Linked DNA regions of Mus musculus: region 2 is linked to region 1. Evidence: chromatin contacts called from public Hi-C data. All regions are on one chromosome and are shown on one strand. The core of a region is the stretch at or near the end of the contact, and the rest is flanking DNA. Distances in the headings are between cores, read along the strand shown. Region 1 has its middle 19 kb from the start of Rassf6. Region 2 has its middle 30 kb from the start of Cxcl1.

Region 1 (7,930 bases), core at 4,374-6,873:
TTCATTCACAGTAAATGAGCCCAGATGGAAACAATTCAAACACACAGACATCTCTGAAGACCCGAGTAAGCTGTGTGGTCTGGCGGAACACCGAGGAGCTCTATGAGACGATTCATTCACGCGTCAACATGAATGCATTTCAAAAATGTCACTCTGTGCTCAAGGAGCCAGACCGGGGACAACTGATGATTCGAGATTTCAATCACAAAGAATCCTTATATTCATAAAACTGGAGCAACGGGAATTAGAAAAATGCTTCCTAGAGGCTCAGGATGGGGAGGGGGACGGGTCGACTGGAGCACCAGAGAACTCTGGGAATGAATGGCACAAACTGCATTTCTAGTGACTATTTGTCAAATATTGTCAAATGGCACTCACAGTTTTGATGATTTTTGTCATGTGTGAATTACCCTTCAGCTTCTCTGACGTTTATAAAGGGAGTCGGGAATGCTGAGAACACACCAGTGGGGGACCGAGATCCTTGCCAGATGAGCGCATCCCATGGGAAGTCTTAGTACTTTTCCTGGTTTGGTGAACCCACGGACTGACCCTCCTGGAAGTCATTTCTTTGTTTCCAGATTTATAACTGGAATACGTGTACTTGAGGGCTGTCGCAGATGCATTTTCTGGCATGGAGTAACAGCTGTGCTAGTGGAGGCTATCAGTGGATGCATATACACCATCCTCGCCAGCTACCTATCTAGGCTCAATCACTGTACAGAAGCACACAGTATCCTGACGGATAGGCAGTGACAATTAGCACCAGTCTCATAGATCAAGAAAATGGTACTGCTTATATTTCATGGCTTGGCTCCTGAAGCAAGCAAATGAGACTGGCGGATGGTTGCATTTTACAAATGCAACCAGGGGATAATTTTGCCCATTATAATCACTGCGCTTGCTAGAGCGAATAAGCCTGACCTTAATTCACCCATATGGAACTACTGATCTGGTGAGAGCGCTCATTCCCAGTCTCGTCAAAGAAGAATTCCCTCTCAAATGGATTGAGCAATTTATATACAATCATGACTTTTTCAAGAGTCTCCTCTGCCTCCTGGGGTACTATAACCTAAACTGATGTCCATGATTGTCACATTGATCTGCTTTGTCAGTGACTACACTCTAAGTCACTCGAGCAAGAACTATTAGGCACGTTGGGTGTGTCAAGACACGAGTGCTCCACGGGTCGGGATTGAATTGTATGGATTTAGTCCAGCTGTGCCAACACACACATTCCCTACTGAACACCCTGTATCTCTGCTTCCTCTGACGTCAGATGGTCTGGCTCATGACGGTGACTTGTTCTTGCTGGCTGGGCCATGGGGAGATTATTAACTTATTTTATGTATGCAAATACACCTTCATTCTTTTCAGACACACCAGAAGGGGGCATCGGATCCCATTACAGATGATTGTGAGCCACCAGGTGGTTGCTGGGAATTGAACTCAGGACCTCTGGAAGAACAGTCAGTGCTCTTAACTGCTGAACCATCTTTCCAGCTCCTAGAACTAATTTCTAACCATGAAGAGTCCAGAGTTGGTGGGAGAGAAAGCACCAATTTCACATGTGTCCTTCAGGCCAGTTTTAACCAGGCTCATTAATGCATCATCCTTTGTCTGTTGAATTTGTGCACTCATCTGGATGTGGGCACTGCTTCATATGAAGGGCCAGGTTTCAAGGTGTCTATATACCTGATAATGGCTCTGAATTCTCAGTATTACCTCTAAGTGGTAGTGGGGTTTTCTAATATCTATCAGGCTGGTGACTCCTGGATAGGTTTCACGGCCATGTGCAGATTCCCTCATGCCCAGTGTATCTTTGGGCTGGACATAATGTTACTTGGGATTCCATGCCAGAAGACCCAACTCATACGATGCATTTTGGTGCCTCTTGGTGCTCTGTTGCCTGGTTTGGGTGAATAGACAGCTGCAGAAATTATGGCCCAGCCTTTTGGTTCACAATACCAGAAAAGCCTCTTAGAGAATCAGAGGTGCCAGCCACAGAGAAGGGACATCCGCAGATGCCACCGAAGGACAGAGATACTGACTGCCATCCTTTGAGCTTCTGTGGTGGTGGTGGGGTTCTTCTTATTTATTCTTCTGTCCTAAGTTTCCTCTGGGGAGGAAGAGTCCTAGAACCTGGTGAGGGCCACTCTCCCTGAGTGAGGCGGACCTTAGCAGGGATGTGAGCAGAGAGCAGTGCACCCTGGGAGTTGGGCCGCCAGAGTCACATTCAATGCACAGCTGGTACAGCAGTACCAACCTCTGGCACTCGGCTTCCAGACCTGCCAGCTATTGTCTGAGCAGTGATTTAATTGACCTTATGCTTTGTTTTGTTTTGAGATAGGAAGATCTCGTGTAGCTCAGGCTGGCCTCAAGCTCCTCGTGTTGCCTGTATGTCCAAGGACGACTCGGAATTGCAGCTGCTCCACATCTTACATGCCGTGGGAGCGCGGGCGTAGGCGCTTTGCTCAGCCTCTGTGCTCGCTTTTAGAAAGGGCCATGCGGATTGGCTGAGGCATAATCCAGAACGCATGCACCCACGTACCCAAACTCTGTGAACATTTCTGATTCCATATATGAAAAAAAAATTAGGGAATGTATTGTTAGTTTGTTAAGACAGAGTCTCCTTATGTAGCTTCGGCTGGCTCTGAACTTACAGGAATCTTCTTAGCCTCTGCTTTCTGAGTGCTGAGATCACAGGTATCTACCAATATGCCGGAAAGATATTTGTAAGCTTTTTAAAAAGCAGGGAAAAATGGTTATCTTATTTTTAAAACCTCTAAAATTTTATCCAAATTTAAATGAAGAAATTGGGAAACTTTATCAACTTGCATACCGAAAACCTCTGTTGACTTGGTAAAAATCAATTCCTTACTTACTCCTTAATTTCTAAATACCTATTAAGGCTTTGGGGACCTTATCTTTGCCTAGTGAATACATTTGCTTTCTGTGTTTGGACACTTAAAGATGTGATTTTGAGAAAGAGATAGCTGCTGCTCATGTTCTCTTCTGAAACAGACAGTTTCATAAAACACTCGTATCAGACAGAACCAGGATGGATCATGACCAAGGAAGGACCCGCAGCCGAGTCTGAACCCGCGAAGTGTGCGTGCTCAGCTACAGAGATGAACAGCCCACCTCCATCCTGATTAGGCAGTGTGGCTGCTCATCCGTGACTCTGATGACATGTTTCATTAAACTTTCATCTTCCTTGGTTCAGATAAGAATTGAGAGATCTGTGAACACCAGTGCACCGTCCTGACAACATCCAATCCGGAGCAATCCTGCTTTCTTAGCTTCCTCTACCCCCCCCCCCCCCCCCCCCCCGTCCCTCTCCCGTGCTCCTCCTGAGCACTCCAGCTTCAACAACCGGCCCCTCCCCCGGGATGCTCTTAATTGCTCTTTATGCACACTATGTATCCAATCTCAGGTATGATCCTTCAGAGATCCTTGACTGCAAGTCTACTATTGATTTCAACTTGATACAAATAAACTAATTGGAGAACAAAACAATTTTTTCCCTCAAATAAGTACCAAGGGAAATTGTCGTTTAAAATAATCTATTTCTTCCAGGTTAACTTTATTAAGTTAAACAAAATCTGTTCTTAATTTCCAATATACTTCAGACAGTAAACACGGTAGCAAGAGTTTTGGTAAGTACTTGGCAACCTTCCTCTTCCCTAAATATATAGCTAATACATATTCAAATATGTAAATTCGTTCTCATGATAAGTGATATTATAATAGAATTGTTCATGAAGTATATGATAATCCAGTTTCTGTTTGTCTATAATACTTATATTTTCTTTTAAATATTTGTGTGTGTGCTGTGAAGGGGTGTGCTCATGTGCTGTACCTGTAGAGGTCTAAGAACAACTCGGAAGAGCCAGCCAGCTCTCTCCTTTCACCATATGGGTCCCAGAGCTCCAACTCAGGTCATCAGGCTCTGTGGCAGCCACCTTTATCTGCTGAGCTGAGCTGTGCATGCTCCGGCATGTGCTTGCAGGAATGTGAACTCACATGTGGTGTATGTACATGCATGTAAAAGCCAGAGGGTGACGTCAGATGTCTCCATCAGTTGCTCTTCACTTTATATCTTGGGATGGGGTCTCTTCCTAAACCCAGAGCAGACCGATTTTGCTTGTTTGTCTAGCTAGAAGATGGAATGTCTCTGTCTCCTTGGAGTACAGGCATGCCACCACATGAAACCTACACTTGCCTTGGTGCTGAAGACGTGCACCTGCACTCCAGTCCACACATTTGTGGGGCAAAGGGTTTATCCACAGAGCCATCTTTCTGTCCCATGGAAGGACACTTGATACTTGTAGGCTTCCTACTAGTGAGAAGACTTGAGCCCAGCATCTTGGAGTGAGCAGAAGGATTGGTGGACACAAAAGGAAACATGCCTAAAGGGGGTCCTTACGATAGTTATCTCTGGGGGATGTGTCACTCCAACATCTAGGGAGCCAAATTCTGCCATCCTTGGTAAGCAAGGCCAGCATGGAAGACTGAGTCACACTACACAGGATTTCCTGAGTCTTTATATCTTATCTTATATCTTATATCTTACAAATGCAGGCTTTCCCATCTAGCTTAGGCTGGTGTCAAATTCTTATGCTCACAAGTACAGGGATTGCAGGCATGCATGTACCAACTGTGCCCGGCTAATTTCCTGAATTCTTGTGAAGAGTCATGGGAGGAATGGTTTCGCACAAAGTAAGAACAATCGGTTTGCTCATGTTTTATTTCTCAATGCGATTTCCTGTTCTTAGTACCAGCCATGACTGCATTTCCACCAAACATGCAGGAAACAAAGCTGGTTTTTCCTTGAATTTGACATAAACTGGATTTCATGCAGTTATGCAAATGGGTGAGAGGTCCCGGGCTGACTCAGCACCAGCATCTTTCCTCACCTACCCTCTCCCGATGGTGACATCTGGATGCTCTGTGGAAGAGTTATCTGAACACTGTGCTCACCTAGAGACAACTCTGCCTCTTCCTCTGCAGGAAGAGCTCCGCAGTGAGACCTTCACTCACCGTAGCTTGAAAAACAAATTCTTCACCTGAAGTGACTTACAGTACAGTGGAACAGACACAAAGGCTAAGAAAGTTTGGTTTCTTAAAACCCAATGGGAATTCAGCAACAAAGGAGGCTTGGGGGTACCTAAGCCGAAAACCAAAGGAAGACTCAACATCAGACAAGTTTGAGCAAGACCTTCATTCTGGCCTTGTCCTCATCCCTAGCTATGACATCACAGTCGCAAGATGCTTCCCTTGCGGCCATCTGGCTTACATGCTTCCTCATGCACACCCAAGCTAGAAAGTATCCTCCTTTAGAATCTCCAATCATATTCACAAATCTTGACTCAGGTTGAGCAGAGTAAATTGACAAGACTTATTGGGAAAACATGAGAATGTGCCCGCTGACCTCCTGAGACAAGAACAGGTCAGAACTCTCCGACTCCACGGTCACTAATCACAGGTATTTCCTTAAATGAAAAACGGGTGTTGTGACGTGGAGGGGAATGCAGAGAATCTGGTTCCAGTCAGGACTTTGACTTTTGAATGGTCTGTATCCCTGTTAGGTTTAGTAAACAGTGATACCTCATCTTACCTATAGGTGGCAGTGTCGGGCTAGATTTGGCTGAGGCCCCAGAATCCTTAGTTCACAAATTACTAACAGTAAACTTCTGCAGGTAGCTTAAGCAGCCTCAGCTTCCCCATTTGTAAAATGAAATCAGTAAGACGGTCCGTGTAGAGTTACCATGAGGGCCGAATGAACGGGCTTGTTGTTCTTGGAACAAGATGTGTGTGTGTTAATTGGGCACCTGTCAGAGCCTTCAAGGTATCTCTTTTAGTGGCTTGGGCATTTGTGTTCTGCCCACTATGTCTGGAGGCTGATATTCTCATCCCTCATCATCGTTTTTATGAGCCGTAGACAGCCTCTTCTCGTTGACCTGAGGACTAGGTGGCAGTCTTAAACTGCAAAGCACCACACCACAGTACCAGAAGCATACACTGTGGCTCACCTTGTGATACTTGTTCAAAAGGAAGCATCGGTGCTGGCAAAGGGGATGCCGTTCTGAAGTGGGCTAAGTAAGGACAGGAAAGCTGGCTACTGGGCATTCTTCTCGGGGACAATTACCATGCACAGACGAGCTAGGTCAGGGAGATGCTTTAGTTTTGGAGACAACAGACATGCTTCTGTTACATCAAACAACTCAGTAACAGAAGGTTACTGGTTAAAGGATCGTCAACTCCTGCTGAGCAAGCCCACATTGCCAGCACTGAGGATGAGACCGACATCCTGGCAACCCTGTCCTTCCGATGGGCTGCCTTGAGAGTACAGCGTTAACTTTTCTCAGTTCCAGCTTCCAAATAAAGTTCCAAAAAGAATGCCCAGTAACAAGCTGTGGGGCCCTAGGGATAAAACAGCTTAGTAGAACATGTGGGATGCTTAGATATAATGGATATGATTGTCTTGCACAGTGCATGGTAAATATTTAAGGCACAACATAAAAGGGATATAAACGCATACATACATACATTTGGAAGGAAATGTCCACTACACAGTGCAGAGCGCTTCCTTCTCAGCACACTGTCAAATACCCTGTACCTGTTATAAGGAATTGGCTTCAAGTCTAACCAGGACTCCATAGGCTTCTGAGTGCCAGCCAGAAGCACAAAGAAGCTGGAAGTGCCAGCGCACTAAGCCTGCAGCTCTCAGCCTTACCAAAATACTCTAACCATCTGCAAAACCGTCAAGAACCTCGATGCTCCAGCTCCAGCTAAACAGATCTAACGTCTGGCCTTGAACTGCACCCTGGGACTTTTCAAAACTTCAAAAAGTCCCAAGTGCAGCTGAGGCAGAGACCGGTTGCTCTGTCACTCTTCTCAGACTCCAGCAGTGCGGGTGGTCACCGGTGCTGTCTGTCTGGCAGTCACCTGTCCTTTCTTGCGGTCATTTCCCTGCAGCTCTGGGCTGGGGCCTGAGGCCCTGCACTTTCAGCATTAGATCCCCAAGAGTCTGGTAGGGTTTAGATCCCCAGGATTCTGGTTCTTGGACCATGCTCTGAGTGAGCCTGCCTTTCGATGAGACTATAACTGATTCTAAGAAGTGTATTGCCTCCTTTCTTCCTCCATCTCCACCCAATTGTGTAAAAACACCCAAACTGAAATGCCGAGAGCACCAAACCGAACATTTTGTAGAAGACACCCTCCCCCAATGACTACCCTCCTCCTTGAGGCACAGCCATCTTGATGCATGCTTAGACAGAATGTTACCTTCTAGTTTCAAATGATCCCCTCCCCCAAGCTAGATTTCAACTGATGGCCTCATGCAAGGCCAGGAAAGTGCTCACCCACTAAGTTACGCCCCCCAGCTTTGTTTGTAAGTCTTAGAGAAATTTGGACTTGCCTAAGAAACGGTCCCACGCTTCTCTCAGCAGAAGATGATTAAAGCTAATCCCCTTTAACCAGTAAAAAGTAGCCGTGAGGTGTTCAATGTAACAGCAACACATAGACACCTTCAGAAATTTGACTCCCATGCAAAGGAATTTTTTCACCTTTATATATATATATATATATATATATATATATATATATATATATATATATATATATATAGTGTACCACATAACTGTCCTCTGAGAGGCTCTACCCAGCAACCAATGGAAAGATGTGCAGAGACCACAGCGAGACATTAGACAGAGCTCAGGGTGTCTTATGGAAGAGTTGGGAGAAGGATTGGGGAATAGGAAGAGGACAGGGACTCCACAGGAAGACAACGGAGTCAAGTAACCTGGACTCTTGGGGGCTCCCAGAGACTGAAGCACCAACCAAAGAGCAAGCATTGGCTGGACCTACTCCCCCCGCCCCCGCTCCAAACACACAGACATATATAGCAGATGTGCAGCTTGGTCTTCAT
Region 2 (7,930 bases), core at 3,731-6,230, 200 kb after region 1:
AGCAAAGATTTCCTTTTTAAGGACTATTCATCAAGAACATCTAGGACAAATCTGAGCTCCCTAAAACCAAGGGTGACCTATGGCTTCCTGTGGATGTCAATGCATGTCAGCCTTATGCTGGAGGTTGCCAGATCCCCTGTTTGAACTTCTGAAGGTCAGTCTGGATTTCTGCAAAGACAGAATTCATTAACGCTCTGTTTTGTGTAGAGATGAGGCCTGACTTCCTCCATGTTTAATGTGTAGTGTGAGTTCTCCTGCATATGGCAAAAAGCACCAGGAACACAGATTTTTTTTTAAAAGCAAGTTAGGTATGCTTTCACTATAGCAGATCACTTAGTAGTGCCAGTTTCTCAATTACCACATCAATTCAGTTATATAATTTCTGGTGATATTAAAATCTCAGCTCACAGACACAGTTATACATAACATACATCTGTTTTTCTATAGCACAGGCCGATTCCTACTCTACCAGCACATGGGCATGTCCTGGCATTTGGCCCTTTCCTTGTTAAGGAGTCATAGAGAACTGAAAGAATGGAAGTGTTCCTGTGGAACTCAGCCATTGCTTTATCAGTTCCCTACAGACATGCACTCATTTCTTACAGGCTGGAGTCCCACACTCATGCAGCAGGATGAGGTCGTCTTTCACGTTTCTTCTGTGATACTGCTGAGAATGAATGCCCCGAGAGGCCATCTGGGGCCTCCTCTGCCCAAACTTCTCAAGAAAACCCGCATTGTCAAGAGCTGTTGATCTAATTCAGCTTCACCTCACTCTAGGACACTATTCTGGAAGTGGGGGTGTCATTGAGTCCCTTCTGAGGAATCCACCAATGTCCAATACTACCACAAATCTCCTTCCATGTGCATTGTCCTACTTCCTGTCAAGACCAACAGAAGCCTTTCCTGTCTCCCAGGCGAGCAGCTTGTCCTCAGCAGCTGGGCAGATACTTGGTTGGGAGTGCCTCTGCTGTGTGTTACAGTGTGTTTAGATGCTCTCTGGCCCTTCCTTCTCCCCAGCAGGTAACTATAGCCTCTCCTTCCACAAATAATGACAATGAAAAAAGCTCCAGCCAAATGTCCTGTGGGGTGCACAGTTCACTCCAGTTTAATACTACCATTCCAGAATGTTTAATACTACTACCCTAAAATAACAAAGTCCCCTGGTCAAATCTCATGTTTTTCAAGTATTTAGGTCTGAGTTATAAATCCTTACAATGCTCAGTCAGTCAGTCAGTCAGTCAGTCAGTCAGTCAGTCAGTCAGTTAGTCAGTCATCTCTTATGCCAGGAGCTTTATTCGTCTTAATATATGACATGAGAAAACAGTATAGTTTATTTTAAAAGTCCTTACAATAAATAGTAACACTATTTTATAACCTGTGAAGAATTGCTAAGTAGATTTCTAAGAGAGCGTGCATGAAAGGTGCAGAGGAGCCTCCCTACTGTTTCTGGGCGTGCTGCTGTAAGTGGGTGGCTGGCTAACAAGCCATCTCCAGTACTGACAGGTAAGTAAACATGCTACATTCCTTCATTCAAGAGGTTTTATGTGTTTATGAAATATTTTACAGATTGAATGTGGTTTAAGTGATGTCATCCATAGCTGTGTGCCCCATCCTCTTCAGACCTTAGCTGTTGCCACTACTGTTACACCCCAGAGAGACCCCTTCTCAAGAACATTCCATCTACAGCTGCCCTGATGATTTTGTAATGAGTCTTCATTTACACACCTAGAATTCTCTCTGCTGAACCATAGTGGCCTGTGCAACTATTTTAATAATTCAGTCATTTGGCTGGTAGCAAATGTGTGTGTGTGTGTGTACAATGTATTCAGAGATACTTAGAAAAATAAACCTAGATTTATTCAAAGTAGAAATTCTGCTGATGTTGAGAAAACAGCTTAAAGTAACTCTGAATGGCTGTTCAAAATGGCAAGATGTTTTTCGAGGTCCAGGTTACATTCCTATTCTTCGAATCACATTACAGACCTCCTCTGCAATTTCTGTTGTCCCAAAGAAAGAGAACATGTCTGGTGGATCTGTGTGGTCAGGGCCCTCTGTTCTCTGAGCTTTTCTTGTCTTCACACTGCCTTTTGCAACACAGACCTTGGAGGGAACTGATGCAGGCCAGAGAGCACACAGATGGCAGCCCAGACTGCTCTGCCAGCACAGCATTCTGCTGCAATGGATGGAGAAAGACAAACTTACAATGCTAATCACATCCTTGTTAATGAAGAGAAATGTGAGGTTGCAGAATAACCATGACTAACAGTCAACCCCACGTATATTTTAAAGGTCAAAGGGTAGTTATGCTTTTAAATCTGTCATCAATAAAATGACACAATTGCTACAGAATAAAATGCACATATCTTGCAATATTGTTACCCACAGAATATAGGACATTAAAAGATCAAAGGCTAACAACTGTAATGCCTGCTCTGAAGAAGTGTTTAATAATATCATAGGCTATGAACCAGGATGGAGGAAAAGATGATCGCTCTAACTCTTACTCTAAGTCGTGGGTGACTTCTTGTAGAATTCTTTATATTGTCACGTGATGCTGAGAAGCGTTGTCACTACAGTAACTTACTCATCCACAGCAACATGGGAAGGTTGGGCTAGAGGAATGAAGACTGAAAAAAGATCATGTCATGGTTTTCCACAATCAAACAGATTGTGTAATATTTTACGGTCACATGGAAAGGAAATAAAGCCTTCAGGAGGCATGGAAAAATACAGACAACTTTATAATCAAGAGTTAATTACTCAGTGAGTGTTGCCTGTTGACAAGAACAATTATCAGTAATTAAACTTATTAACCATGTAGCATACGGAAATTTTCCTGATGGAAGAGAGTGGAAAAGAAACAACATAAAACATGAAGGGTAAGTCAGAGCCAGCCTGCATGCTGCTTTGCCAGTTACTCTGATGAATTGGTAGCAGGGAGACAGTAGAAACACACATGGGAGATGCCCTGCGTGGAGATAGAGATGGAAAAGACAAACATATTCCTGAGTAAGTAGTCTTCATTTTTCTTTCTCTGTCCTGGGACATTTCCAAGTTGAAGGCAGCTTGGTTTAGAAGTAAAACCTAGACTCACTTTCATTGGGAAATACAAGGAACAGAGTTTTAGTGGAAAGCATGTCTAAGAAAAGTCCATGAAAATAAAAAGCCAAAGGAAGTCATAGATAGGAGAACCGAGATGAAGCTAAAGACAGATTATGCTAAATCTCTTGTTTCATTGTGAGTTTTTTGGGGATTGACAAGAGAAATTTTGAGAAGGCAAATGTTGGTGTTGAGAGATGGATGAATAAGGCTATAGAAGTTTTGTTTTGGCCTAAGCTGTGTAATTATCCTCCACGACACTGTCCAGCTCTTTTAAGTATAAACATTTCTATCGAAATAAAATGACTCAGATAAGACACCCCAAGATTTGAACACCGTCATGCAGGATGTGACATGCATACTCAGTCAATGTCTGCTACAATAGAGGTAGGATTGGTTTAGGCATGTGGGAATATGATAAGGATAGGTGCCGGCTTTGTGCTTACAGAACTCGTATTGCCCAGTGACGGCTATTCAGATGTCCTGGTTCTAGTCAGAAGAACATAAGCACTAGCACTAGGGCACAGAAGAAGTATTCTACTGTCCATAAAGCAACAACTGCTGCTGGTGACCTTGATCCCCACCCCCTAGTGCTGCTAGACCAGCATAAAAATAAAGGAGTCACTCTACAAGCTAACATCTTAGACCCTAACTGACATTGCACATGATGGAACACTGGAGCTTTCTGGGTCTTCAAATGCTGCTGTACTATTTTTTGAAAATAGCAAGTGGACACTTTTCAGTTACTCTGTGCAGACAGGTGCAAGGTAGCTCGATGCTCAAATGATGCAAAGTTGAAAGTCTAAAATGTTCTGCTAGTTGAGCAAATTAAATCAGCTCAACTTCTAACCCAAGATAATGAAACTATAGCATAGGTACTAAGGACAGAGAGACACAGTATTGATGGAGGTTCAGGGGTTCATCAGTAGTAGCAATAGCTTGTTTCAGTAGATTCAGTGGTCAAGCAAATGCAGGTTAGATTAGATACCCAGTGAAGGCGAGTGGGAACTGTGATTACTCACTTACTGCTATTTTTTTTGGTTCCACACCCCAATTTATGCTTAATCTCCATCATAGCTATAATGAAGAGCTGTAGCCAACCTCAGGTTCATGCCACATGGGTTCTTGCCCATCAAACAATAAGCATGTTTCTACACTCTGTGTCAATCTCCCCAAGGCACTAAGGTCTACTTAACTCGTGTGCAAGATATACAGGAAAGGATGAAAGTTAATACCCCTTGAAACCTCATAAACTTGGCAAAAGGATGGATGGCCCCAGACCCTGCATGAGATTTGGAGGCATGGTGTGACCCTTAGTAATCCCAAGGGCATGGAAATGATGTTACCCATTATGGCCATTCTTAAGACACACGCACGTCACTGACTAACACTAATTACGTATCATACTAATAGTTCTCATTGTTTGACCTCTCCCATGCCTCACATTAATGCTCTGGATGCCCCCAACAATCAGCTACAAGGACCCAAGTCCTTGACAGGGTTCTGACTTCGCAGAATAAAAACTGTAATGACAGGCTTTATCAAAAAGTATCTTACGTCTTTAGAGACTTGTTTTCTCCTTTTATTTTAATTTGCTTTGCGTTTCTTTAGTTCTTTGTTTTCTTCTCTCTTTGGAAATAGCCAGTTACCCCAAAACATCAGTTTTCGTTTACCTTCAAGATGGTATCAGTGCTGTTCCCGGTGGCCCTTTCCTAATGCACATGTTATAACAATGTTAAGAGGCCACCACAAGTCTGGGACATGCTTAGCACTTGCTCGAGAGGATGCACTTTATATTTATGCTTCCTCAAATCGCTGCATGTCCTGTGGTTAGTTGTGTTTACAGCATCCGACTGTGAGTTAAACACTGCAGTGCGGTCTACCTCTAGAAAAGACCAGACAATGAATCAGAGATCTTTGATTCCTTTTTACAGTTCTGCTCATTGGATTGAGCAATCCCTTGTCCTTCCTTTTCCAATTTCTCAATCTGCAATGGAGCCAGACAGCACTTTTTTTCTGTATCCCAGATTAAAGGGATCAACTTTAATATCACTGAGAGCCTTTAAGGTCATCAGGAATGGGCCTAAGCCCACCATACTTTCTTGTGTTTAAAAATCTAAGTATGATTGTTAGTTGGGGTTTGATGTGGTTGGGATATGCTTAACTATAGAGAGAGAACAATTTTGCACCTTTATTTAATAAGTGAAATGTATCATGAGTCACCTGCTTTTGAAAATAAGGGTGAATTTCTTCCATTGAAAGTATGAATTCACAGGAAATGTACAATGGAATGTAATTGTATACACAATACAATATCATAAATCTCCCATTAAAGCTGCATGCGAAACTTCAGATTGGGAAGAGGTGGGTGGGAGCAGAGGCTGCCGTTAGCTTCAGAGCTTATTTCTTGCATTTGCTTTATTGCATGGGAAGGCATGCTTGTATATGACTGCAGTTTTGTACTACACAGTGTTCCAGATTTGTGGTTTTATGATATTGCCTAGAAGTAGTCTGTACATGACACACACTGGTCACAGAAAATGAAAAAAAAAAACAAAAAACAAAAAACAAAAAACAAGAAACCATCAAGCCAATACTGACCTAAAAGCATCTGCCTTTCTAGCTAGCTTTCTCAGTGCTGGAAGGTGATACACAGGCTGTTGGGGTCAGGGGGAGAGGCCAGCAAGATTCTTGTTTATCTATGATTCCTACCAGCTACAGTGTGACTGACCTGGAAAAATATGCCAATTGGTGAAGTAATGGCTTGTACTTGTAAGGGCAACTGTCAGCTTTCTGATAACCTTTACCGACTGTGCCTTAAAGGAGAGAACTTATATCTGGCACTGTAAACCTGGCCAAGAGTCTATGCTGTATTGCTAAATGGACCTAACATCAAATTCCCTTCTTAATATGTTTCTCTACATACATAGACTAGTGAAGCTCTCAGCATCCATTAGGAGCTTCTTATGGTAACACAGAGACTCACAACTAGTCAATGTTCAGAGAAAAAATGATTGTGGAGGGCCAAGCCATGAGCACCTATGTCACCCCATTCCCCACAAGACTCAGGAAACATTGTAACAGCCAGAAGTCTGGGAGGACTGTTGCAGGATAGTGATGTAGAGACAAAGCCATTGTATTTGTGAACTCACAACAGCTGTGCTTCCCTGCACAAGACCTGCAGAAGATCAAGCCAGACAACAGTCCAGCATGGATGGAGAAGGGCCTCACCTGAAATGAGCTCCTGGCTGAGATGTTAATGGCAGTTTATAGTTGCTGGGGGTAGTGCCAGCCAGGTCTGCTTCTGCTCTCTGGGTATCCAGGCACCATTGTGCCCCCCCCTCCCTGGACTGCACAGAACAAAGCTCAGAAAGGTAGATAGGTTACACAGAGCCTCAGTGGTGTGGATGGAGGAGATATAGCCTTCTCTGAGATGGTTTTCAGTTAAACAGCTCAGGGGGTAACAAGGGCTATATAGATCTTGGGGAGTATGTAGGGGGCTTTGGGGTAAGTGTGCATCACTGGCTAGTGTTAAGGGGCTGGCAAGGCTTCATTTTCATAAAGATGAAGTCCAGATGCTTGCTGAACATATCCTTATGGAGAAAGAAGAAGTTTTTCCTGTAATTTGGCCACCAGGCTACATGACGACCTCAAGGGTGGAGAGGTGGGGATCAGAAGGTTGAACTGACACTGGGACATGTGGAGCAAATAGGAAAACAGTGGTACTCCTGCTAGTTTTAGGATGAGATTTTTTAGGATTTGGACATCACTCCTGCTCCAGACTGGCTCCCCAGGCACATGGCTTTCTGGCCCCACAGGAGAGGAAGAGCCATTTTCTTCAGGGATGTGGTCTCTTCTGGGTTGCTCATGCTCTAGTAGATGGCACCACCATACCCATGCACACAGGCCAACACTAACTGAACTCAGTGAGTTATTTTGTAGAAAGGAGATGAAGTTGGGTGGGGACAGGGAATGTGGCAAGGAGTCTGGGAGAAGCTAAGTGAGGACAGTGGGTGGGTGGGCATGATCAAAATATTTTGAGTACATGTAGAAAACTGATAAGCAAAATTAAAAAATAAGCAAAAGAAATCGTCTCGATAAGGTTACAATCCCACTTATTTTTCTATTAGAGAATTTACTTGTTCAAATTACGCTTAAGGTAGCTTGACAAAGCTTTAGCTCATTCATTTGTATTTTACAATCGAGGAGGTCAACCAGGTCAGTGCCGTATGTTGTGCACATCGATGGGGTGTGGTAGAAAGGAGATGTGAGTTAGATAATGGGCAGTCTTCACTAGAAAAGGGAGGTAGTAGCCGCAGGACTTCCAGAGAACAGGGACAAAGTTCTAGGCTCCAGAATTATGGAGAAAAGAGGAAATTTAAAAAGGTCGAGAGTAAAGGTAGGAGGGGAGAAAACAATAGTTCCACAATTGTCAGTTTTACAAGAAGCTGTTGAGGTCAGCATAAAAAGAACGAAATTTCGCTCTTTCAGTTCATCTTAGCCACTTCAGGCATGCCTGAAATAAGATCATACATAATTAATTTATATAAAAAAATATGTTCCTACATTCATCTTTTATAATTATACAATTCATCAGGAAATTCAGAACAAGAGAAAATGTTTAGTATTCTCCACAGGTAGGCATGGATTTTATTTGTATATGAGGATAGATTGTGTATATATGTATGTATATATGTATGTATGATATGTGTGCATACATGACCTATTGGGTTATGTGTGTGGTATGTATGTATTCATTTGTATGAGTGCAGGCACATGTATGCCGAAGCACACATGGATTTCAGAGGACTTTACTGTTAGTAAACTTTAC

What was found. A called contact is a pair of places that touch in the nucleus more often than the background predicts.
Region 2: a contact with region 1 is called in a Hi-C map of bone marrow-derived macrophages, with 27 read pairs. The contact joins two enhancer-like sites. A contact is called at or near these places in 1 of 15 datasets of contacts at CTCF or cohesin (liver), 49 of 484 Hi-C or Micro-C datasets (the AML12 cell line, the C2C12 cell line, the F1.1 cell line and 26 more) and 6 of 115 datasets of contacts at active chromatin or transcription factors (the NIH/3T3 cell line, embryonic fibroblasts, hepatocytes and 3 more).

The regions. Positions count from the first base shown.
Region 1 is chr5:90,655,993-90,663,922 of GRCm38.p6, forward strand. No RefSeq gene overlaps it. Among named protein-coding and RNA genes, the nearest start is that of Rassf6, 19 kb to the left of the region's middle. Within about 2 kb of position 5,624, at least 24 of the 459 cell types and tissues checked have an H3K27ac peak or open chromatin away from gene starts, as enhancers often do. A contact at or near this core is called in bone marrow-derived macrophages, where this site is marked.
Region 2 is chr5:90,857,116-90,865,045 of GRCm38.p6, forward strand. No RefSeq gene overlaps it. Among named protein-coding and RNA genes, the nearest start is that of Cxcl1, 30 kb to the right of the region's middle. Within about 2 kb of position 4,981, at least 8 of the 459 cell types and tissues checked have an H3K27ac peak or open chromatin away from gene starts, as enhancers often do. A contact at or near this core is called in bone marrow-derived macrophages, where this site is marked.